5 separate regions of the Mus musculus genome follow, and all the other regions are linked to region 2. The links are chromatin contacts, called in public ChIA-PET, HiChIP or PLAC-seq and promoter capture Hi-C maps. All regions are on one chromosome and are shown on one strand. Each heading gives the region's core, a stretch centred on a gene start, on an enhancer-like site or on the middle of the called end of the contact. The rest is flanking DNA. Distances are from core to core; before and after follow the strand shown. Region 1 holds the start of Rpl29 (ribosomal protein L29). Region 2 holds the start of Manf (mesencephalic astrocyte-derived neurotrophic factor). Region 3 has its middle 17 kb from the start of Cish. Region 4 has its middle 21 kb from the start of 4930429P21Rik. Region 5 holds the start of Cacna2d2 (calcium channel, voltage-dependent, alpha 2/delta subunit 2).

Region 1 (4,614 bases), core at 2,104-4,603, 460 kb before region 2:
ACACACTTTAAAAGTTAGATTGGTTGGAGAGATGGCTTGGTAGCTAAGAGCACTCAATGCTCTTGCAGAGGACCCATGTTCAATTCTCAGCATCCACATGCAGCTACGACCATCTGTAACTCCAGTCACAGAGGACCCAGTATCTTCTTTTGGTCTCCTTGGGAGCCAGGCATACACATAGTACTGGTACGAACATACGAGCAGGCAAAACACTCATATACGTAAACACAAATTTTTAAATAGCTATAAAAGGGACTCCTTCCCCCACCCCCGGCCTCACTGCTACATGGAATGTGAACTGTTGGGCAGAGAGGCAGAGGCCAACTGAGTTCCTGGGAAGCACCCACCGCTTACCTGATTTAGACCTCTTCCTCTCTGTCTGCCTCCGAGATTGACTTTAGGGCCTCCTGCATATTAGACAAACATGTACCATGCTACCACACAGTATATTACCACCATAACCTGTCCAGTCTTTTTTTAATTTATTTATTTATTTATTTATTTATTTATTTATTTATTTTGGTTTTTCAAGACAGGGTTTCTCTGTGTAGTCCTGGCTGTCCTGGAACTCACTTTGTAGACCAGGCTGGTCTTGACCTCAGAAATCCACCTGCCTCTGCCTCCCAAGTGCTGGGATTAAAGGCGTGTGCCACCACGCCCAGCGAGTCTTTAATTTTTTTAACTTTATTTTTTGTTTAATTAATTAATTTTTGTTTTTTTGAGATAGGGTTTCTCTGTGTAACCAGCCCTGGCTGTCCTGAACTTGATTTGTAGACCAGGTTGTCCTTGATCTCACCTGTCTCTGCCTCTCTAGTGCTGGGATTAAAGGTGTCCAACACTCCTGGCTTTTAAATTCTTTTTTTTTTTTTTGAGCAGACAATAACTTTATTGGATACAATTATTAAAAAGAAAAATGGGGGGCTGCAGAGATGGCTCAGCGGTTAAGAGCACTGACTGCTCTTCCAAAGGTCCTGAGTTCAATTCCCAGCAACCACATGGTGGCTCACAACCATCCATAATGAGATCTGACGCCCTCTTCACAAAGTACTTACATGTAATAATAAATAAATCTTAAAAAAAAAAAAAAGAAAAACAAAGCTGGGCAGTCGGGGTGCACGCCTTTAATCCCACCACTTGGGAGGCAGAGGCAGGAGGATTTCTGAGTTCGAGGCCAGTCTGGTCTACAGAGTGAGTTCCAGGACAGCCAGCAGTGCTATACAGAGAAACCCTGTCTCAAAAAACCAAAAACCAGAAACCAGAAAAGCTAAAGGTAACTATGGTCTGTAGGTGTTGATGCAGCTCTAAAGTGGTAGCTGTGTGCACGAATACATGTTTCTTTAAAAGGCTGCAGCGTGTCAGACTTAGTTTATTGTCGATGGAACATTCAGCCTGATTTAGTTGTCAGTTCTGTCTATTTACAACAGAAAAGGCAGATGTGTTCTTCCCATTTACCTCTGTGCTTTTTCTATGGAACCAGCTGCCGAGGTTTTCTCTGTGTAGCCCTGGCTGTCCTGGGACACACTCTGTAGACCAGGCTGGCCTCGAACTCAGAAATCCCCCTGCCTTTGCCTCCCAAGTGCTGGGATTAAAGGCATGTACCACCACTGCCCAGCGGCTTTTAAATTCTTAAAAATCACTATTTTTATGAGCCTGTATATGGGTGTTTAAGGCAGAGGACAACTGTCAGGAGTCTATCCTGTCCTTCCACAATTGGATCCGGGGTTTGAATTCATGTTTGAGCTACAATCATTCTTACCCACTGAACTATCTGCCCAGCACACTGTTTTTGCTGTTAGAGACAGGGTGTCACCCTGCCTGGCCTAGTCCTAGCTTTGTAGCTTAAGATGATCTTGAGTCCCTGATTCTCCTGCTTCTGTATAAAACTTAGGCCCTATACACTGAGTGGGTGGTGTGAGCTACCATGCCTTTCTGGAGATAGGGTCTTTCTACATAACCCTGGCTGTCCTAGAACTCACTACATAAACTAAAATCACAGAGGCTTGCCTGCCTCTGCCTCGTGAGTGCTGGGATATCCTGACATTATAAAAGTTTTTTGGAGCTGGGCAGTGGTGGTACACGCCTTTAATCCCAGCACTTGGGAGGCAGAGGCAGGGGGATTTCTGAGTTTGCGGCCAGCCTGGTCTACAGAGTGAGTCCCAGGACAATCAGGGCTACACAGAGAAAAACCCTATCTTGAAACAACAACAAAAAAAGCTTTTCGGAGACAAGGTCTACCTGAATTACTCAGGCATCTCAGACTTACAATTCTTCAGCCAGTAGCTGTGATTACAGGCCTGTTTTCACCTCTCTAGCATCATCTCACATCTAATATATGTGAAAAGAAACCACGAGGGCTGGTGAGATGGCTCAGCAGGTAAGAGCACCCAACTGGGGCTGGTGAGATGGCTCAGCAGGTAAGAGCACCCGACTGCTCTTCCGAAGGTCCAGAGTTCAAATCCCAGCAACCACATGGTGGCTCACAACCATCTGTAACAAGATCTGACGCCCTCTTCTGGAGTGTCTGAAGACAGCTACAGTGTACTTACATATAATAAACAAATAAATAAATAAATAAATAAATAAATAAATAAATAAATAAATAAATCTTAAAAAAAAAAGAGCACCCAACTGCTCTTCCGAAGGTCCTGAGTTCAAATCCTAGCAACCACATGATGGCTCACAATCATCCGTAAGGAGATCTGACTCCCTCTTCTGGAGTGTCTGAAGACAACAACACTGTACTTACATATAATAAATAAATAAATCTTAAAAAAAAAAAAAAAAAGAAACCACGAAACTGCCACTCTGGGGAACCAGCCCAGGCTGTTGGAGTAGACTTGGACTATCGTTGCCGCTTTTCTCTCTCTAATTTTCGGCACCCTAAATCCAGTCTATTCTTTTCCCTAGTACATTCTTCACTGTCTTCAGGCAGCCAGCGCCCTTGTGTGGCAGTCTGCATGAGTCTCATAGCTCTTCTCCTCTCCTCTGCCCTCTCCAGTGCATTCCACACAGGAGCCCGGTGAGCTGTTTAAGAACACAGATTCTTCGCTCCATTAACATTCATCCCTCAAAGGCCCCCTCGGCTTTCAGAGTCTTTGGAAGTCTAGCCCAAGAGCAAAGTAGGCACTGGAGGAAGAGAAGGAAGCAAACACGGGCTGGCCGCCGTCGTGGTCCATGCTAACACCACGCTCTTAACCCCAGTAGCAAAAGCCTGCTGTTGGAGGATGAACAGTTATAACCCAGTCTAGGCTACACAGCAAGAAAGACCCGCTCAAAAAATAGCGGGGAGGGGTTAAGCAAAGAAAGAAATCTGTGACGCTAAGAGGGCGTGGCCAGGCTCTAACCCCTCCCCTTTCTAGGCTTCAACTCTTTCCGGCCTTGGAACCTTTTTTCTCCGCCAGCAGTGAGGGAAGCTTTTCCGTTGGACTTTCCGGCGGTGTCGGCCCTATTTCCCGTGCTGCACTGCGGGCCTTTCTCTTTCTCTTCCGGTCTCCGGCGCTGCGGGAGCCGCGGGTTACCGTGAGTGTTGGCCTTACGGCATCCGATGACATCCGTGACTACAGGGCGGCGGCGGGTCGCGAGGCAGGCGACACGGGTGGCAGGAAGGACAGGGCGGGCAGCTGCTTGGCTATGGGGCATCGAGATTGCCGGGCGGGGGTGGTTCCCGGTCGTCCTCAAGGAACGGATGGCGGGGAAAGCCGCCCCGGGGCCGGCAAGCTCAGTCTCAGGACCGACCTCCTTGCTCGCGTTTGAGAGGTGGGGTCGCGTTTTGTGAGTGTTGCCAGGCTGGCGGGTGTCGTAAATCGGAAGCGTCTGCTGCAGCCTCTGGTTTCTTCATGTTACCCCAGCTCAGGGCGGCAGAGGTGTGCCGGTCTGGGGAAGCCCAGAACTGATCTCGTGGCTTTCTTGCAGGTGCAGACATGGCCAAGTCCAAGAACCACACCACACACAACCAGTGTAAGTTCCTTGGGCTCCGGCTGGCGACTGTACCCCAGCGAGGATTGGGTTAGGGTTGCTAGATCAGAGCTGGAGGGAGGGCAGGTCACCCTTCAGGTGAGCCTTGAAGATGATTGTGTGTTTAGCTACTTTGGAGATTACAAATTTGGGAGCCAGGAATCCGCTTAAAAAGCCCATAGTGCTTTCCACCCATCCTTAGTGTATTCTCAAAAGACTGCCAACCATGATGTTAGGTGGTCTTATTGGAAGATACCTCATTTTTTTTTGACCTGTAAATATTTGTTACCCTACAGCCCGCAAATGGCACAGAAATGGCATCAAGAAACCCCGGTCGCAAAGATACGAATCTCTTAAGGGGGTGAGTGATGACAGTGGGTCATAAACTATCCCTTGGCTCCAGGTCTACAGGGTAGGGCCTCTTGTAAGTCATGTCTCCTCCACCACCAGCGTGTGTGTTTCGAGCTAGGATTTCTCTGTGTAGTCCTGGTTGTTCTAGAACTCACTATGTAGACCAGGCTGGCTTCGAACTCTGAGCTCTAGGGATTGTGTTGCCTAGCTTCTCCTTGTCTCCCATGTCAGACTCAACAGAAAAGCCTTCCTTGACCTTCCCAGCCCCTGGTGTAATCTCCTGAGAACAGAACTGCTTCTCTTGCTCCG
Region 2 (4,174 bases), core at 702-3,201:
GTTAAGTCACCCTTTGACCTCCACCTATGTTCGATGCGCAAGTCTGTTCCCTGCAGCACAGAGAATCATCCTTTATGCTACAAACCCGCTTTTGATGACTCTTCTGGCTAGAAAGTTAAGTCCAGAAAGGGTATGCAGAGATGGTAGAAGGCACAGGGTCCGAGTCACACTCACCGTATTTTAGTTCACAGATCTGGCTGTCTTTCTTCTTCAGCTTCTCACAGATCTTTTCCACAGGGATATGGTGGGCCAGGGGCTTCGACACCTCATTGATGATCTTGGTGGCAGCATCATCTGTGGCTCCAATGTAGTAGCACTGCAGCAAAAACCAAAACAAAACAAAATGAAAGCCTTGAAAAAAATCTGCATGCATGAGAGCATGTGTCAGAGGCCAGAAGGCATCAGGTTCCCTGGAGCTGCAGTGCAGGGTGCTGTGGATGCTGGAATTGAACTCAGGTCCTCCACAAGAGCAGCACACATTCATAACCAACTCTCCAGTTCCAGACAACTGTTAGGTCACCTTGAAAACCTCTCTTTGCCAAGGCTTCGGTTTGTTAGTCTGCCCAGATCTAGCTGTCCCAGGCCCGAGGCACTTGATATATGCTCAGCTGCAGAGTTAGAGTTCCGATGAGAGACTACCATGGAAATTAAAGCTACAAGAGGCTGATGCTCCGCCAGGGTCCTTGACCTTGACTTGGCCCTGGCCATCTCGGGGCACCTAGCCAACTACTTCTGGTTCCAATCACACCAAATTCATTCTGGTCTTTGGGCACTCCCATTGCCTGAGTTGTGCTCACTCCACCTCACTGACTCCCTGTCCTCAGAGGTAGATACCCACTACTTTCTCTCTCAGCTCCCACCCACCAACTCTCCTAGCTTATTTCCTTCATGGCATCTGGCATCACTGCCTTGCAGTTGCCTGTCATTTTCTCTCCTGGTCTTACCAATATTCAGCTTATAGCAATGTTTAATAAATAGAGGATAAAAACACTTAAACCTCACATTAGTATATATACAAGTCCCATCACAAAGTGGACAGTGCCCAAGAGCCAGGGACAGGCTGGGTGGGTCACCAGCTACTTACCAACCGATTCTCTTTGCCTCTTGCTTCACGGCAAAACTTTATAAGTTCTTCTTCAATAGTGGCTGGTGAAAATGTGACATCTCTGTCTTTGAGGTCCTGGTAAAATCGTCCCAGATAAGAAATACAAACTGGAAAAGAGGGAGGAGATGGTAAGTAATTATTAGTCTCCATTTCCCCTGGAAAAAACTCTGTCAGCAGTTTTGCTAGAAGGGATTAATTTTTTTTTTTAACTCGGGTACTCAGAAGTGCACAGAGCCCTTAGGTTGCTGGGGTCCTTGTACCCAGTTGCATGCTGGGAATGAACATTACCCAAGTGACCCACACACAACCCTCTCTGCTCTTTTCAAGTTTAAGTCTAGAGTGGACACGTGTCCTTGAGGGAACTCATTGTGACCTCATAAGGGACAGATTGAAGGCTGAAGCAAATGATCAAAATGCTCCTCATTCCAAATACATCGAACCCCCAAGTGCAGCTTAGTAACCCCGAGACGGTTGCGGCCCACAGGATGCCTTCCTGTAATCGCTAAAGTGATGGGAAGACAAAAACTCCCGGGATGTGGGCTTCCGGCCAAGTTATTAACGCTACTGAACCGACGCGTTCCCTTAAATGGGTCAACGTCTCTAGGCCCGGGAAATAAGTGAGGCCCTTTCTCCAGCGGAGCCCCGGGACGGGCCGTCGCTCCCACCCTTTCGCTTTCCTTGGGTTTAGCGCCGCCAGGCCGCCCCCATCCGGTCCCCCGCACCTTCACAGTCTCCTGGCCGCAGCGCCCGGCTGTCAGGCAGCACGCTCAGGGCCAGCGCTACCGCCAGCCCGCGCGTAGCCCACATCCTCCTCAGCCGTCTCCACCACCGCCGCCGCCGCGCGAATGAACCGCACCCGGCGCGGTGTTCCGCCTAGTGGGCTGGAACAGAAACCTGAGCTTCCCATTGGTGTGCGATCCCCGCGCCCACCCATATGCTGCATCCTCATTGGTCCACGTGCCCAGGAGCCCAGACCGGCGGCTCCACGCTACCCTCCCTCATTGGCTGCTGCTGTCTGGGACCTAGACAGTTGTCGGTTGCTGATTGAGCCTGGGCGGTCCATAGGGGTGCGGAGGGAAGGTGCACGGGTCGCCATGTTGGGTTAGGGCAGCTGCTTTGGCTGCTTACCCGGAACCCTCTCAATCTATTGACTCGACCCGAATGCCGAGTCTTGGTTCCACACCCACTCCTCCCGACGCCCGGACTCGTAGAGCAGCATTTCTGGCGCCACCCTATAGCCAGTAGGATGGGCGGCGGGAGCATGGATCAGAAGCGGTTCCTTGTTTTGAACTACCACGTGGATTGCCGAGCCAATCAAGGGGAACGTCCACTTTGATTCGCCGGCTTGCTCAGACCCCGCTTTAACCTGGGTCAGACGGCAGAACCTCTTAAACGAAAGGTCTCGGCCTGCCTAGTCGTTTCCCGTCCTGGGCCTCTGAGGACCTCGCGGCAAGGCTGCGAGCAGAGGCGTTGGTCTACCTTCCAAATGGAGGCCATGGGATCTTGGGAGGTTTTGTTCTCCACTCTTGGAGACACGAGGATGGGAACTGGAGACATTACCGCCTGGACTGCCCTAATGCTAAGTGCAAGGGCTTTGGCCACTCGCCCTGGAAGGCGGAATATGGAGAGCGGCCGACTAAGTGCAGAAAAGTATCTGGAGCTAAAAGGGCTTGGAGCCCGGCGACAAGGGTTTGAGAGGGGCACTTATGCTCCCATTCAGTGAAATCAGTGGATCAATATCAGGTATTCATCTTTAATTCACATCACAGCAGTCAAGGGATGGAGGTGGGGGAGTCAGTTGCCAGATATTTACATCTAAAAGTCACATTTTTTGTTGGATTTATAACATGCTACCACAATATATACAGTAAAATGCCTCTTGGGACACTGGCACAAATTTTTTTCTTTAACTTTTCTGGTACAGGTAAGATAATTTTAAGTCAGTTTTTCTTTAGACATGAATACACAAAAGAAATGGTTAGAAGTTTTCTTGTTTTAAATAAGCACAGAATGCCAGAGGTTAAAAACACATTTATAGGGCTTATTACCAATTAGACATACTCTATACATTTTTTTGCTCAAATTCCTGTACAAATACACAGCATTCAAATAGGTATTTACAAATACGCTTTAAACAATGAAAATCAGTATTTCACAATCTTTTCAAAGGATTCTGATCTCTGACCTCCCATTTCCCTCACACTGGCTGGTTTTTCAATAAAAAGTATTCAGAATAGGTCCATTTCATCCAGTTGGGGAAAATGGAGAGAAGTAACACAAATATATTTCACTTTGCATAAAGCAAGGTCAAGGAACTTAACCCTACATTCCCCTCCCTACCTCCTGTGCCATCAAGTGGAGAAAGGAGATGTCTGCATGTGATGACTGGCTGCCTCCGTGGACTGAGGTTCAGACGTGCCTGGAAACAAACCTAAAGCTGCCCTACCTAAGAATCACATCCCAAGCTAGACTTGACCCTCATACCTGTGAACCCAGACGGTCCAGAAACAAGCTTACCAGTGAGTCTGGGCTCAGGAACAGGTGTGTGTGCCCTTGGTGCTGGGGCTATTGGATTGGCCTACCTACATCCTCAACAGTCTCCACTCTGCCTGAATGATCCTGAGGGTATCAGAAAGCCCTACACTGTTGGTACCTGGGCCCCAACATACTGTGAACGGAAATGGGCCTTCTTTCTTTTCCTATAGGTTATTTGCTGACAGTTCTATTAAACTTGTTTCTAAGAGAAAAACACTGTGACCATGGGTTTTTCTGTTTGGAAAGAATTGTGGAGAAGGGATAAGCAGCTGGGGCCAGAACTTGGCCATAGCAGGCCAGAAGGCCAACTAGTTAAGGGAACAGGGGAGCAACATACCTGCTCATCAAGGAGAAGGCAGTTTTATGGCCATCACTGATGGGAATGTAAGCAAATAAAAGGAAAACAATTGCCTCAAGACAAGTTATTTTAAAAAGTAACTTAGAAGCACCCTGGTGAAATATTACCATACCCCCACCATAATACCAAGAGTAACGTCAGTGCCCTGACATGAAAGAATTCCCTATAAAGTCACC
Region 3 (4,720 bases), core at 460-2,959, 420 kb after region 2:
AGGAGTTTTGTGTGTTCTGCCAGAATCTTTGAGAACATGGTAAGCTAACTCATTTGCTTACAAGGTGGATACAAACTCAGCTTTCACAGTGCATGTATGTGTGTATGTGAGTGTGTGTGTGTATGTGAGTGTGTGCACATGTGAACAAGCGTGTGTGAGTATGTGTGTGTGTGAGTGTATATATGTGTGTGTACATGTGCGTGTATGTGTGTGTACATGCATGTAGAATGCATGCAGAAGTCAACGTTGGAAGTTGTTTCTTAGACACTCTTCTCTTTTGAAACCATTGTCTTTCACTGGCCTGGAACCCCTGATATAGGCTAGAGTGGCAGACCAGTGAGTCCCAGGGCTCCTCCTGTCTCTACCCCAACAGCCACTGGGATGATAAGAGGACACAGGCAAGCTTGGCTTTTATGTGGGTCTAGTCCTCATTCTTGCACGGCAAGCATTTCACTCACTGAGATATCTAACCCAGGCCAACACAACTCTTATTATAAAGGATGGGAAATTTTACAGGAGCCAGTTTTAGCCTTAGTTGGTGGACATGAAGGGGACAAAAACTGGAAGGAAGAAGGCTAGAGTCATGGGAAAGTTCCATGAGGGAAGGTGGGGACCATTTCAGCAGAAGTGGGAGGCTGGTTCATTCAGAATAAAGAATATGGAGGCCGACAGGCCAGGCCAGTCTTAGTAAAGATATGGTGTCAGGGTCCAACTACCAGGCCAAAAGTTCAGTAATCCCCTTCCCAGATCTATTCCCCAAACACTGGGTGACAGTAAGCAAGTCAAGTCAGGGAGACCCTCAGAGTTTCAGCCTTTTTTCCTATGAAATGGGGGTGATATGCTGGAGTTTCCACAGGCGGCCATGACTCAGAAGTAGTGGTTGGGCTTCTGAGACAGGATAATAATGCGCACACACACACACACACACACACACACACACACACACACACACACACTCATGCTCACACACACATGCACATATACTCACACACACACACACACACATACAATACACACATACTCTCACATGCATATACACACATGCACATGTACTCACACAGTACACATACTCATACACATGTACACACATACAATACACACACACACACACACTCATACAGAGAGATCTGACCCAGTTTCCAGAGCTTAGTGCTCCTCCACCCAAGGGAGGGTGTGTATAGATACCTATGATCATAAATACCAGCCAGTGTTCAAGTCCCACACCCATGCATATGCATGTACATGTGCATTCCTGTAAAGAGGCATGCATATAGCTCTCTGTACAGGCATGTATAATATGGCCGGCTCTCTCTGGAGGACAAAACCTGTGTGGATCTCCATTGCTGACAAAAAGCCTAAAAACCAAGAGTTCCTCACTGGGGGCCAATTAGGATAAGTTCTTGTCTATCTACTGCATCCATGAGCTCCCTAAAGACATGGAACCCAAGGACCACTGAACCATCCCACCTTCCTAGCTCCAGCATGCAGTTGGCACTTAATAAAAGCTCGTGGGGTGAACAAAGCCAGGAGGAAATAGGAGGGGCAGGACATAAAGCCTCACCTAAGCTTAGGGAGGTGGTCTCAGACCTTAACTGCCCCAGAGGGTAGCTGCCCTCTACCACTCGCCGAGGATGCTGGCAAGGAGAGCTTGTCTCAGATGCTGTGTCCTCACCTAACCCTGAGTCCTGCCCCACCCGGGTGGCTAGGAAGGCTGAGGTGCCTGGCTCTTAACTGTGACTCAGCGGAAGAAGACAAGGGAGGGGGGAGGGTTAATGCTGGGGCCCAAAAGGGTTTTGCTTCTCATTTCTCTCTTTCCAAAGCACAGTCAGTTCCCAGAAATGAAGGTACCCAGAACCAGAGAGACTTGAGGCTTTGTGGGGCCCTGGGTTCCCCAGCCTGCCCACCTTAAAGGCACCATAAAGCCTGGGGAAACCCCTTGGCCACGCCTACTGCTTGACTCTTCTTTTTCCTGCCTCAAACCAGAGATTATGCACCTGGCACATGCATTGTGCAGCCAGGTCTTGGATGAGGACACCAAGGACCTTTCAGAAGTAGGTGGCCCAGATTCAGTGGCTGTGACAGAAGCTGGGTGGAGGTGACCCCAGGACAGGACAGTTGAGGGGGCTAGAAGCTTCAGGAACAGAACAGCCAATATAGAAAATGCCCTCATGCCCTGCCCACAAGTTCCTTCCTCCTCCCTCTCGCCTTCCTTTCTTAAGTAAAATTAACATTTACGTGTGTGTGTGTGTGTGTGTGCGTGTGTGTGCGTGTGTGTGCGTGTGTGTGAATGCCATAGTTTGCTTGTAAAGGTCATAAGACAATTTGCATTTTCCTCCTTCCCCAGTAACCCTGATCAGCCGGCTTGGCAGTGAGCACTTTTACCCTCATCTTGCTGTCTCTTCTTTTTTTTCCTTTCTCTTCTTTCTCTCTTCTCCCTTCTCTTTTTTTCCCCCTCTCACCTCTCCTTTTCTTTTTTCATAATTAAAAATAAACATTGTAGGGGCTGGAGAGATGGCTCAGTGATTCAGAGCCCTGGCTGCTGTACCTGAGTTCAATTCCCAGCACCCACATGGTAATTCCCAAGTGTCTGTAACTCCAGTTCCTGGGGATCTAACACCCTCACACAGACAGACATGCAGGCAAAACACCAATTCACATAAAAATAGCAAAAATGAATCATTTTGAAAAATAAACATCATAGGGAAATGGACAGGATGGGGGGGGGCATATCATCACACTAAGTGACATAAGCCAGGCTCAGAAAGACAACTATCCTGTGTTTCTTCTCATAAGCAGAATACATGTACAGACATGCATAGGGCACAGAAGTAAATGGAAGAGGGACTATGTGAGGGGAGGAATGGGTAGTGAGGGGCAAGAAAAAATATCAAGTGTTTCCTCTCATGTGCAGTGTCGGTGTCCACATACTTATCTGGATATGACAGGAAAGCAGAAGGGGCCCATTTGGGAGGAAGAACAAACAAGGAGGGGAGTGGGAGAGCAGTGGGGAGTGGATACAAACAAGAAACAAAGTATCCAGGTGTGCGACCCACGGCTTTCATCCCAGCCCTTAGGGGACAGAAGCAGGCAGATCTGAGTCCCAGCTACAGAGTGAGTTCCAGAATAGCCAAGGCTGCACAGAAAAACCCTGTCCCAGAAAAAGATTATTTATATATATATACATACACATATACATGCATATATGAAAATCTAACAATGAAAACTCATTACTTTTTATGCTAACTAAAAGAATCAACAAAATAAATGTATGATTTTAAGACCAGTGATATGGCTCAGTGCATAAGGCACTTGTGCAAGCCTCCAATGACCTGGGTTTAACCCCTGGAACTCATGTATATGTGGAAGGAGAGAATGTGCTCCACAAAACTGTATTCTACCGTAGCACGTAGACCCCCCCCCCACCCCCATAAATAACCAATAATAATGATGTCTAAACACCACAGACTCAAACAAGTGTAACCCGCCATTATAACACATCAGAGTCCTCCCCATGACCTGGGCTTGAAGTGAGTCTCCTCCTCCTGTCCCTACAGCCTGTCAGGTGGGCTACAGAGGCATTGCCACTGCTCACAACCACTGATCTGCCAGCTCTGTCCCTTGGTCCTGTGTTATGAAAAGCAAACATTGAAAGAACATGGAAGTGTAGGCCAGCATAAGATTCTAATCCCTAGAGCTGGAGAGATGGCGAGAAGGCTCAGCAGTTGAGAGCATTTCTGCTCTTCCAGACGACCCAGGTGTAGTTCCCAGCACCTATCTCAGACAGTCTAATTCCACTGCTTGCAGAGGGACCAGCGCCCATGTCCAGCTGCCTATAACTCTACTTTCAGGGGATCTGGAGCCCCTCTGCTGGGCTCCACAGTCCTGCATACCTACGGTGCACAGACATACACACAGGTGAAATACTTGTACATATAAAATAAAAATAAATATGTCTTTAAATAAATTTTTTAAAAAGCCACCCCATGCTAGTCTCTGGTGTAGACACTGGCGCTCTTTGCTAGATTTTATGCAAAGAAAAAATTTCAACTTTTAAACATTATGTTATTAAAATGCTGCTTTTACATTTGGGGGGGGGGCTTTTCGAGACAGGGTTTCTCTGTATAGCCCTGGCTGTCCTGGAACTCACTTTGTAGACCAGGCTGGCCTCGAACTCAGAAATCCTCCTGCCTCTGCCTCCCGAGTTGCTTTTACATTTTTAAAATATGTATTTAATGCCCCATGAAACTCAGTTTGAAGAACAAGCTGTTGAGCTATGAGGACCTGGAGTGAAAGGAAGGAAAATTTACCAGGCATGGGGTCCAAGCCTTTAGTCCCAGCAACAGGAATCAGAGGCAGGTGGGTCTTGGCTGAATTTGAAGCCAGTCTGGTCTACATAGCAGGTTCCAGGCCAGCCAGGGCTACATAGTGAGACTCTTGTCTTTAAAAAAGAAGAAAAAGAAAAGGAAAAAAAAAGTCTTCCTCCGTGGAATGACTGCAAAGGGGATTTTAGACACATTCATCCAGTGTCTCCTCCTAGAACCTTCCAGGCCTGGGGACCTGAAATGCTTCCTCCTCACAGTGAGATGGGGACTTACGTCCTTAACTTACCTGCCAGCTGAGAACTAGTAGAGCGTGATGTCTGCCAGCCCCACCTCACACCCAGAGTACAGGAATCCTGGTTCAGTAGCAAGGACTTGCCCTGCCTCCTCCCCACACCCAG
Region 4 (4,830 bases), core at 1,665-4,164, 480 kb after region 2:
CTGCAGAAGCACTCCTGAGAGGAAAGACTTTGTGACCAGGAGACCAAGGTGGGACTGTGTGTGGACAGACTGGGAAGGATGCAGCCAGCAGGAGGAGGGCCTCAGTCTCCTCAGCTTGTTGAGGCCTCTCCTATTGTATGAGACAGGATGAGTGCAGTACCCAGCTTTTTCCTAGAATAGCTTGAAGTTTGGTTCTTTTAGCAGGTGTGAGTCTGTCCTGTTGGCTCTGTGGAGGAGGGGGAGTCCTGGGAAGTCTTTTTTTTTTTTAAAGATATATTTATTTTATTTATATGAGTACATGGTAGCTGTCTTCAGGCACACACCAGAAGAGGACATCAGATTCCATTACAGATGGTTGTGAGCCACCATGTGGTTGCTGGGAATTGAACTCAGGACCTCTAGAAGAGCAATTGGTGCTCTTAACCACTAAGCCATCTCACTAGCCCCAGGGAAGTCTTCTTTTAATTGATCCTGTCCTATGACATATATGAGAAGATTTGCTGACCTCACCACTGGAAAGCCATAACTCACTGTAAGACCATACTCTGATGATCAGACTCAGAGCTGCACATGCTGCATGTGATCAGAAGACTTGAGCAGTCATACATAGGCTGCCCTTGTCTGGGCTGTGTTCCACTGGAGAAAAAGATCTTACACACACACACACACACACACACACACACACACACACACAAGTCTTCTATGGCAGAGGGAAGGTAAGGAGGCAGGCCAGGTAAAGGGCTCACAGAATACTTCACCACTACAGATGGTGGTCTCTGAGCTACAGTTTGAGTAAGGGAATTAACTAGAGGAGAGTTTGGAGAGAGAAGCCACTCAGGTACTGAGGACAGCAGGACCACAGTACAAGGCTGAAGAGAACACCCTGTCGAGATGAACCTCGCCTGTGCTTAGAGGCCAAGGCTGGGACACATGGTTGGAGATGGAGTAGTTAGTGTAGCAGGGTGGAGAGAGCCTGTTGGATTGGTCCTAGGAACAACAGGGTGCCAGGAACATTTTGTAGGCCTCCCTGGGGACAGACCCTGAACTGCAGGTTCCTATGTGTTCAGGCACAGCCAGGTTAAGTACCCCTCGGGGAGACAGACCAGGGTGCCCCTGAGAAAACAACGTGTATGCATCAGGACCCAGGGATGGGTGTGAGGCCACAGGCTAGGGTGGCCATGGAGTTTACACTGTAGTATTAGCAGAGAGGCTAACAGAAAGTAATAGGGCATGCCTGTGATCTCGGCACTAGAAAAGCTGAGACAGGGGGTTCACGAGTTTGAGATAGCTTGAGCTACACAGCAAAAGCCTGTGTTGAGCAAACAAAAACAAAGCCTTAAACAAACAAATAAACAAAGTAGTTAAAAGACCATGTAGGACCTATACCAGGCAGTTCTGTAACCGCAGTTCCAGGGCAATCAGAAATCTGTATTTTACGGACTCACAAATAAAGATAAATCTTTAAAGAAAATAAAAAGAAGAAATCAGAGAAGTGAAGGCCGAGTAGGTTGTGATAATCTGGATACAGATTCCAGTTACTTGTTTCAATCAATTCCACTTTTGGCTGAAATAACTCGGGTCAGAATCTTACCTTGAGTCTCATGGACTGCACTGTAGGCTTGCTTAGGTGGAGCGGAGGGGATCGGAAAAGCGAGTGCACGAGAACTGACAGAAATGTAAGGTTGTCCAGGAAAGAAGCTGCAGAGGAGGGGACTGGGATGCCCTAGACCACGGGATGTGGAGTAAAGGGATTCGGGTTGAATGGAGCAAAGGTGGATAAAGTGGGCGTGGTCAGGGACAGCTGGTGAAGCTAACCTCAGGTAACAGAAAGCGATACAAGAATTGGTTCATAAATGGCCCTGAGTGGTGCCAAACGCTGCACAGAGAAGAACTGTGAAGTCTGGAGGGCAAAGCTTGTCCAGTGTGTGATCTTCCAAGTGTGGTCTTTGGGACTTGAGCCATTTCTGGGGCGCAGAAAGGACAAAGCCAAGCCAGGCAGAAACCCAGGTCGGCAGGAGGCGCTGTGGCGCTCAGTCAGCATCTCAGGTATGTAGACTGAGGGCGATCACCCATCCCCCACCACCCAGTGAAGGAAGGGCGTCTCTCAACAAATGTTTGTTGAGCTCCTCCCTGCCCTGCATGCAGGATAAGGAAAGGAGATGTGCGGAACAGGTAGGAGGAGACAGGAAATTAGGGGAGGGTCAAATGAGCAGCTCAAGGTGAGATGGGGTTCATCCCAGACAGGCAGCAAGGATCCCTATATAAGGCAGCAAGGGCTGGAGAGGCAAAGACCAAAGGGTAAGAACGGGGCTAGAACGGGACCCAGTCAGCCTGCAGCTGAGGGTCCAGAAGACTTGATGGCATCCGCATAGGCCCCCAACTGTTTCAGATTCTCAACTAGGGTTCTTCTTCTCCCGTCTATGAAATGTGGGTACCCTATGGCTACCAGGAAGAGGTGCAGGAAACAAGAGCCCCACCCTAGGCCAACCCCTCCCCACCCTACCAGTGGCTAAAAATAAAAGCAACAATAATTTCCTTAAATGAAACCTCCACTTAAACACTTAAAAAGCAATAAAAACTCAATTTTCTTTCTCTCAATTATTTTACTTATTCCATTTTCCAAAAGGTTCACCCTGTTATGAAGATGTATTTTTCCCCATCAGCGGCAGCGTTCTCCGCCATTACTCAAACTGCCTCAGCCTCCCTCTGCCAGGAGGGTCCCCTGGTCTCCGCGGCAACCAAGTGTGTGTGACTGCGTGACTGTGGCCCTGCCACCACTGCTGTTGCTGATGGGGACACTGAGGGGGCATATATCTGCCCCACTTTGGCCCTTGCTCAGTTTCCCAACCTATCTTCTCCAGCCACTCACACCATCACCAGGACTACAAGCCCCTCCCACCAGCTGCTGCCCTCTGACCTAGCCACTCAGGTTTGTCTGAGTTGCGGGGAGGAGACAAAAACCCTCCCACCCTCAGACAAGCACGCAGCTTGTTTCAGAGAAGTAGGCTTGGTACTTCAATCACACAAGCCTGACACTGTAAAAATTGGGTTTCCTGGTATCATTAGTGCTTTGTGATTGGTTCCATTTGTATGGCGCTTGCCTGGTTGCTCATCTCTGCTAATTGTTTTTACTTGTTCTTTCCATTTTTAAACTGCTGTCGTGTTGGCTTTTAATTTTTAATTATTGCTACCCCTCTTTTTTCCCTGTTGGTCCAGACCTCTCCCGGGTAAGGCTCTCGGTGCCTGTAGCTATAGCCAGCTCCCTTTCGATGGCCAGGGCCTAGGACCACCAGTATCTGTCCTTACTGGTCACGACACATCTGCATACTGGTACAGTGATAGAGCTTGAGCCCAGTCTATCCTCCAAACATACACTGGGCACCCAGCATTCAGTCCTAGAAATGATCTGGGGCTCCTAAGAGACAGTGAGGGGATCCACTGGATACAGGGTGCAGTGAGAGCTGCTTTTGTTCTCTTGAGGGACACAGCTATATCCCATCCACCTGCCATCTTAACCCTGCTTTCTTGGGGCCTTAGGCCTCTGAGACTTAGCGATAATACGACTGTAACCGTGCCCTCTGTCTCCAACCCAGTAGCTGTTCTCAGCTTTCCTCTGGATGATCTATATCTGGTCTCCTATTCTGATTTTTTTCTCTTAGTTTGCCCAAACGCTTTGTGCCTCTGCTCCAACCTAATCATAAATGTTCTAGAGTGCCCGGGCAAATTCAATCCTTTCCCCTAGCGGTGGCCTTACTGGACAGTAGATGCTGAGTTCTCACATGCCATTGGGCTTCTGCACATTCATAAAACAGGGACTATCCACTAGCCCCCAAAAGAGATGGGATGCGCTCAGAACTCATTGCTAAGAAAGGCAGGGTAGACTGAACCCACGATTGTGGCAGTCTTTCTGGGGCTGTTCAGAGGATGCTGGAGAGTGTGGGGGCTCCTGGGGCTTGGGATGGGCAGTCCCAGTGTTGGTCCAAAATGTCAGCATTTACCCAGACCCTAAAGTCATTTTCCCAATGGGGACTCTGAGGTCCAAAGGATGAGAGTGACTTCTGATTTAATAGGGATTCGTCTATGAGGCCTCCTTACTGTTGGGGAGATGAAGCAGGACGTACCAGTGGCCAGCATAGGAAAGAGGATTGGCTGTAATCATTGGTAGCTGAGGTTAGACTCACCTTGTTTGGTCTGTGCTGCTACAGAAAGACAAGAAGGGGCAGAACGGAAAGGTGTTTTATTAGTGTTTCCTTGGTTGGTTTTATTTGTTTGCTTTAAGACAGAATCTCATACTGTAGCCCAGGCTGGCCTCAAGCCTGAAGCAATCCTCCTGCCTCAGCTTCCTGAGCTTTGGAGGAGTGAGTCTAGTTACTCAGCTTAGAAAGGCTCTTTTACTGAGCACGGGCAAGGCCACGTTTAATCCCTAAAACCATCTTGTTTCAGAGGACTCAGGCTCAACTAGGGGCAATGACCAACCCTGACTTCACTCCTGGCAATCCCAGACTCCCCTGGTATGTGCCAGAACTCTTCCTCCCCAACTAAGGACTAAGTATGTGTTCCAGTCAGAGGGTCATCTCCACCTCAACCCTTTGTGAGAAGAAAGCTGTAAAAGAGCCGATAATCCCAGCACTCGGGAAGCAGAGGCAGTCGGATTTCTGAGTTCGAGGTCAGCCTGGTCTACAAAGTGAATTCCAGGACAGTCAGGGCTATAAAGAGAAACCCTGTCTCGAAAAAAACAAAACAAAAACAAAACAAAACAAAACAAAACAAAAAACCCCAAAACAAACAAACAAACAAAAGAAAAAGAAGAAAAAAAAAAGAAAAGAAAAG
Region 5 (4,371 bases), core at 390-2,889, 510 kb after region 2:
TGGTGATGAACTGTTCTGTCCAGATCTGGGGACAAGGAGCGGTGGGTATTCGACATAGTCACACATCTGGCTCAGTGACACCCCTGCTTGCCTCCCTGTAGAGCTGGCCTGATGTGGCCTCCCATTGTTCTCTAGGCCCTTCCAGACCACCAAGTCCCAGAAACTATTTGGAGTGTAGAACTGAGGGCCCTTTTTGATATCGCTGATAGACCCTTATAGTGTTCAGTATAATATACTGAATCTGGCCCGGGAAACTTCACTCAGATCTAGAGAAGAGGAAGATGTGCTCTTGTCAAGCCTTTATTTTTAGGAGTGGGGAAAGATGGGAAGCCCACAGCAGAGTTGAAAGTCAGGAAAGGTTGTCTGAGTCTATATCACTTCTGTACCCCTTGGCCCAGAGGCTACTGTTCTCTCCTCTCTCTGGAAAGTCGGTTGTGAGTAGATGTTGGGTGACCTACCCAGGCATGGGATGAGAGTCCTTGGACATCTCTGAACTGAGCCACCAACCAGTTAATAAGCCCTTAGTGTCTTGTTTGGCAGAGTCTGTGGGCAGCCAAAGGGGGTCCTGTGGCAGGGTGGCAGGGAGCATTCTCACCACTGTGGGTCAGCGTTGGGGGCTGGCAAAGTGGGGCTCAAGGGCCAACCTGAGCAGGTCCTTGGAATGCTCTTCGAAACTGTGAGTGCTTCTGCTACCAGACATTCAACCCCTTTCTCACTGCATCCTGGAAATGGCACTGCAGCCTTACAGGGGTATTCCTATGAAAAGGGAAGGCTCTGAGAAGGTGGCCCACACGCTGAATGTTACACACAGCTCATTGTTGTAACTACAGCAGGAAGATGCCAGGTCCCACCAGGACAAAAGTGAGTGGTTTATGCTAGACTGAGCTTCCTGCCTCTAGACGAGTCTGACCCGAAGCTGTGCAAGTCCAGGGAGCGGAGGCTTGGGCTCCGTGGCCCGTGTTGTCTGGACAGTAAAGTGGAGCAAAGCAAGAGCTGAGGTATCCCGCTTCCTTCAGTCCCCACATCTGTGCCGCTGGACTCTCTTCCAAGGAACTAGGAGAACCAAGATCCGTTTTTCTGCCAAGGGCTGCCCCCCCCACGCCCCCAACCCCCTCACCCCGATCCCCACAGAAAGAAATCTTGAGGTAGCTGGAGCTTCTTCTGTGGGTGTGACAGGACTGCCATTCTCCTCTGTAGTCTGCAGAAGCCTGCCATTCCACCATTTAAACCTGTGACTCCAGGCCTTAAGCCTGTTGAAGGTCGAGTCCCAGAAGGGTCATATGTGCAACTGCCTAGGGAGAGTTCCCACTCGCAGGGCCAAGAGGAGTCCCCCGGTCTGAGGTGTGGGGGCGGGGACGTGCACTGGGCGCTGGGACCACGGCTGGGGCTCAGGACTCGCGAGCTTGGATTCGGATCGGTTTGCGCGAGCCAGTAGGGCAGGCTCCGGGGTGAACGGGGACGAGGGGCGCGCGGGCACAGGCGGGCGCGTGACCGCGGCGGGGGCGCGCGGAGGCGGGCCGGCCAAGGAGAGGGAGGGAGGGAATGAGGGAGGGAGCGACAGGGGAGGGCGGCGCCGGCAGGTTGGCGGCGGCCGCTATTTGAGCGCAGGTCCCGGGCCAGGCGCTCAAAGCGCTTGGAGCCAGCGCGGCGGGGAGATCGCTGCGCGCAGCCCGCAGAGGCGCTGCGGCCAGTGCAGCCCCGGAGGCCCCGCGCGGAGAAGGAGGTGGAGAAGAGGCCGGCTTTCCGCCCGCCGCCCGCGCCCCCCCACCTCCATCCCGCCGCCGCCGTCCCCCCTCCCTCCCCGCGGCGCCGCATCTTGAATGGAAACATGGCGGTGCCGGCTCGGACCTGCGGCGCTTCTTGGCCCGGCCCGGTGCGGACCGCTCGCCCCTGGCCCGGTCGCGGCCCCCGGCCCTGCCCTGACCCCCGGGGCCCAGCGTCCGGGCCCGCACGCCCGCTCTTGCTCTTGCTGCCGCCTCTGTTGCTTTTACCGCTGCTCACCGCCCCCGGCGCCTCTGCCTACAGCTTCCCCCAGCAGCACACGTAAGTGGCCTCAGCCGGCCGCGGGACCCCGCAGAGCCCCGCGCTCCCTTGCGCCCCTCAGCCCGCGTCTGCCCCTCCACTCTCCACTCCGGGTGTCGGGGCGGGGGCTCTGGTTCCCATGGCATGCTGCAAGTGAGGGTGTCGGCTACAAACCCCCGTGGGCTGGCAGCCAGGGTCCCGGAGCTTCTGGCTGCGTCGCGAAACTTCCTTGCGGTGCCCTGCTTCCCATAGACCGCCCCCACCCCACCCCCTGCAACGGGACAGAGCAAAACATCTTCAAGCTTAGGGATGGGGTGGGGGTCGAGTCTGCCAGTTTATACTCCTGCCACTGTCCGGTGATAGAGGAGCCTGAGGTTGGTCGAGAGAATGGCCAACGACCCCTGCCCGGTAGACTTGGAGCCAGGCATCTGCCCAGTGTTTTATCCCTGGTGGGAACCTGGCGCTTTAGAGTCAGACGTGGGGTTACATCCACACCTGTCTTCTTGGGCCTTTTCCTTGGGGGGGGGGAGCGATACTGGATGCAGAGGGTGCCAGCGCCTTCTTGCTTCGGTCAATGTCACCTGTTCTTGATCGCCCACCTGAGGGGACGTCCCTGGATAGCTCAATAAGGAGGTAAAGGTGCTGGGGTTGGGTCAGAAGGTGAATGACAGGGAGGACCCCTGCCTGCTCCTGATGCTGACACTGTCGCTCCTGCTACCAACTGGGTAATAGCATTTCCAGGTTCTGCCAGCTCTTGCTAGTGGTTATTATGGTCAGTCTGAGCCTCTTCACCTTCCCCAAGATCTGGTAGAGTCGGGCAGATGTGTCTGGATAAGGAGTGGGTATTCTGCATGTGGCCTTTAGGACAACATCTGTTTCTTGACACCGTGCCTTAGCCATATGTCAGTGTCCAGACACCCTTTGGGGCATGGCAACCACCGTGCTTCTGTTTCCTGTCCTCAGCTTTAAGGAGCCACCTGTCCCCAGACTCCTTCACGAATGTCCTGGCCTAGGTTTGGGCATGAGAGGGAAGGGTCTGGCCCCAGAAAAGAGCCTGACTAGTCTGCGTCACAAGAGCAGTTCTGCCCTTGGGTAGGAGACCCCGGCTCTGCCACAGAGCCTGTCTACTTCAGCTGGTAGGTTCTCTCAGATGAGGAGAAAACAAACTCAGATGAAGCAGGGCTCGGACTCAGTCTCCCTGTCCTCTCCCTTATCATCACTCTCCTCACACAGCCCGGCCGTGTCCAGGAGGGTGATCAGTTGGCAAATTACAGGTGCCGCACGGACGTGTCCTCTGTCAGCTGTCTGGATTTTTCATGAGTGGATGGGGGGTGGTGCGGGGAAGTTCAAGGGTTGGTGGGTCGTGGTATTGTCTTTCATTTGCTGCGATGAGACTGGATCGAAACTATAATGTTTAGAAAGAGCAAAAGCATGTTTTTTATTGTTCTTTTTTTTTTTCTCAAAGCCAAGCCATTTTTTTTCTTTCCTAGCCATTTCCCAGTCCCTCCAGTGAAGGTTTAAGTAGTTATCTCTTTCTCTCCTCTTTCCTGCGCGTACACTGTCTCCCTTAGGACAATGTCAGACCCCGTTCACAGGGTACACCTGTCCCTCTGCTCTTAGCCAGAAGATGTTAGGTGGGTGTGACTACAGCCGCACATTTCCAGCTGGACACTCTTCCCTTGTTGATGTACTTGGAGTTAATTTGAGGGTTTGGGACATGCCTTGCAAACCATAATTAGGGGGATGAGAGAGGGGCTGAGGCTCTTGGGTCTAGCTGACAAATGTGTGACATCCAGGAGGATTTGCCATGACAGGCAGCGCCCTTCAGCTGCCCTGGTCCCATGAATGCAGATCTCTATTGATCCTTGGAGGGAGGAAGGGGACTCTTGTAGACCCCTCCCAATGACTGCGCTGGTTCTGGGTTAGGGCTTTTGTTAAACTGGCATAAAAGGCTGGGGCTGCTGCCAGGGCCACAGGGCTCTCTCTATGGGCTGCTCAGGGCTGAGTGGCACCCCTTAGCCTTTTCTTGGACCAGAGTAGCCAGGCTAGGAGGACACTGATACAGGTGGATTTTCAAGATGGAAAGTAGGACTGTCAGCCTCATGGTCCCGGGGTAGCAAGCCTTCCATGGGGAGGGCTCTCAGTGATTAAGTATACTCTCCTGAGTGTGGTGCCGTGGGAAGGGAGCTCAGCTTCTCAAACTGCTCGGTTTTAATCAAATGCGGGTTTAGGATCTGGTGGCCGTTATCCCTGTGATCGCTCTGGCAGCGTGGCTGTCTGCTATCGGGTGAAATGAACCAAGCCATTAGATTGCAAAGGGCAGAGGAGTTAGCACTGGAGGGAGGACGG

The links. Promoter capture Hi-C pulls out the DNA fragments that hold promoters and counts their contacts. ChIA-PET counts read pairs in DNA pulled down with a chosen protein or histone mark. HiChIP or PLAC-seq counts read pairs in DNA pulled down with a chosen protein or histone mark.
Region 1: a contact with region 2 is called in an RNA polymerase II ChIA-PET map of memory CD8 T cells, with 17 read pairs. The contact joins the promoter of Rpl29 here to the promoter of Manf in region 2. A contact is called at or near these places in 3 of 39 promoter capture datasets (liver and pre-B cells), 4 of 484 Hi-C or Micro-C datasets (CD4 T cells, embryonic stem cells, nephron progenitors and 1 more), 1 of 115 datasets of contacts at active chromatin or transcription factors (memory CD8 T cells) and 1 of 9 other capture datasets (adipose tissue).
Region 3: an H3K4me3 HiChIP or PLAC-seq map of bone marrow-derived macrophages shows a contact between it and region 2, with 4 times the contacts expected there. The contact joins the enhancer-like site here to the promoter of Manf in region 2. A contact is called at or near these places in 1 of 39 promoter capture datasets (embryonic stem cells), 1 of 484 Hi-C or Micro-C datasets (bone marrow-derived macrophages), 29 of 115 datasets of contacts at active chromatin or transcription factors (the 230-238 cell line, CD8 T cells, the NIH/3T3 cell line and 19 more) and 6 of 9 other capture datasets (adipose tissue, embryonic stem cells, embryonic tail and 3 more).
Region 4: a contact with region 2 is called in a promoter capture Hi-C map of embryonic stem cells, with 2.7 times the contacts expected there. The contact joins the enhancer-like site here to the promoter of Manf in region 2. A contact is called at or near these places in 16 of 39 promoter capture datasets (the 3T3-L1 cell line, 3T3-L1-derived adipocytes, the C10 cell line and 11 more), 1 of 15 datasets of contacts at CTCF or cohesin (large pre-B cells), 1 of 484 Hi-C or Micro-C datasets (Th2 cells), 9 of 115 datasets of contacts at active chromatin or transcription factors (bone marrow-derived macrophages, embryonic forebrain, embryonic midbrain and 5 more) and 3 of 9 other capture datasets (adipose tissue, embryonic stem cells and macrophages).
Region 5: a contact with region 2 is called in a promoter capture Hi-C map of the SN4741 cell line, with 6 times the contacts expected there. The contact joins the promoter of Cacna2d2 here to the promoter of Manf in region 2. A contact is called at or near these places in 9 of 39 promoter capture datasets (the 3T3-L1 cell line, the SN4741 cell line, cranial neural crest and 5 more), 2 of 484 Hi-C or Micro-C datasets (the G1E-ER4 cell line and embryonic stem cells), 6 of 115 datasets of contacts at active chromatin or transcription factors (the 230-238 cell line, embryonic brain, embryonic limb bud and 3 more) and 1 of 9 other capture datasets (embryonic stem cells).

What each region holds. Positions count from the first base shown.
Region 1 is chr9:106,426,058-106,430,671 of GRCm38.p6, forward strand. Rpl29 (ribosomal protein L29) reads left to right here and starts at 3,354. Exons shown (of 3, transcript NM_001324534.1): 1 at 3,354-3,957; 2 at 4,251-4,315. The coding sequence starts at 3,921.
Region 2 is chr9:106,889,987-106,894,160 of GRCm38.p6, forward strand. It overlaps Manf (mesencephalic astrocyte-derived neurotrophic factor), which reads right to left and starts at 1,952. Exons shown (of 4, transcript NM_029103.4): 1 at 1,828-1,952; 2 at 1,085-1,212; 3 at 175-316. The coding sequence starts at 1,912. Dock3 (dedicator of cyto-kinesis 3) reads right to left here. Exons shown (of 53, transcript NM_153413.2): 53 at 2,839-4,174.
Region 3 is chr9:107,311,187-107,315,906 of GRCm38.p6, forward strand. No RefSeq gene overlaps it. Among named protein-coding and RNA genes, the nearest start is that of Cish, 17 kb to the left of the region's middle. Within about 2 kb of position 1,710, at least 159 of the 459 cell types and tissues checked have an H3K27ac peak or open chromatin away from gene starts, as enhancers often do. A contact at or near this core is called in the 230-238 cell line, CD8 T cells, SST interneurons and 3 more, where this site is marked.
Region 4 is chr9:107,372,762-107,377,591 of GRCm38.p6, forward strand. No RefSeq gene overlaps it. Among named protein-coding and RNA genes, the nearest start is that of 4930429P21Rik, 21 kb to the left of the region's middle. Within about 2 kb of position 2,915, at least 15 of the 459 cell types and tissues checked have an H3K27ac peak or open chromatin away from gene starts, as enhancers often do. A contact at or near this core is called in embryonic stem cells, fetal liver and trophoblast stem cells, where this site is marked.
Region 5 is chr9:107,398,241-107,402,611 of GRCm38.p6, forward strand. Cacna2d2 (calcium channel, voltage-dependent, alpha 2/delta subunit 2) reads left to right here and starts at 1,640. Exons shown (of 38, transcript NM_001174049.1): 1 at 1,640-2,043. The coding sequence starts at 1,829.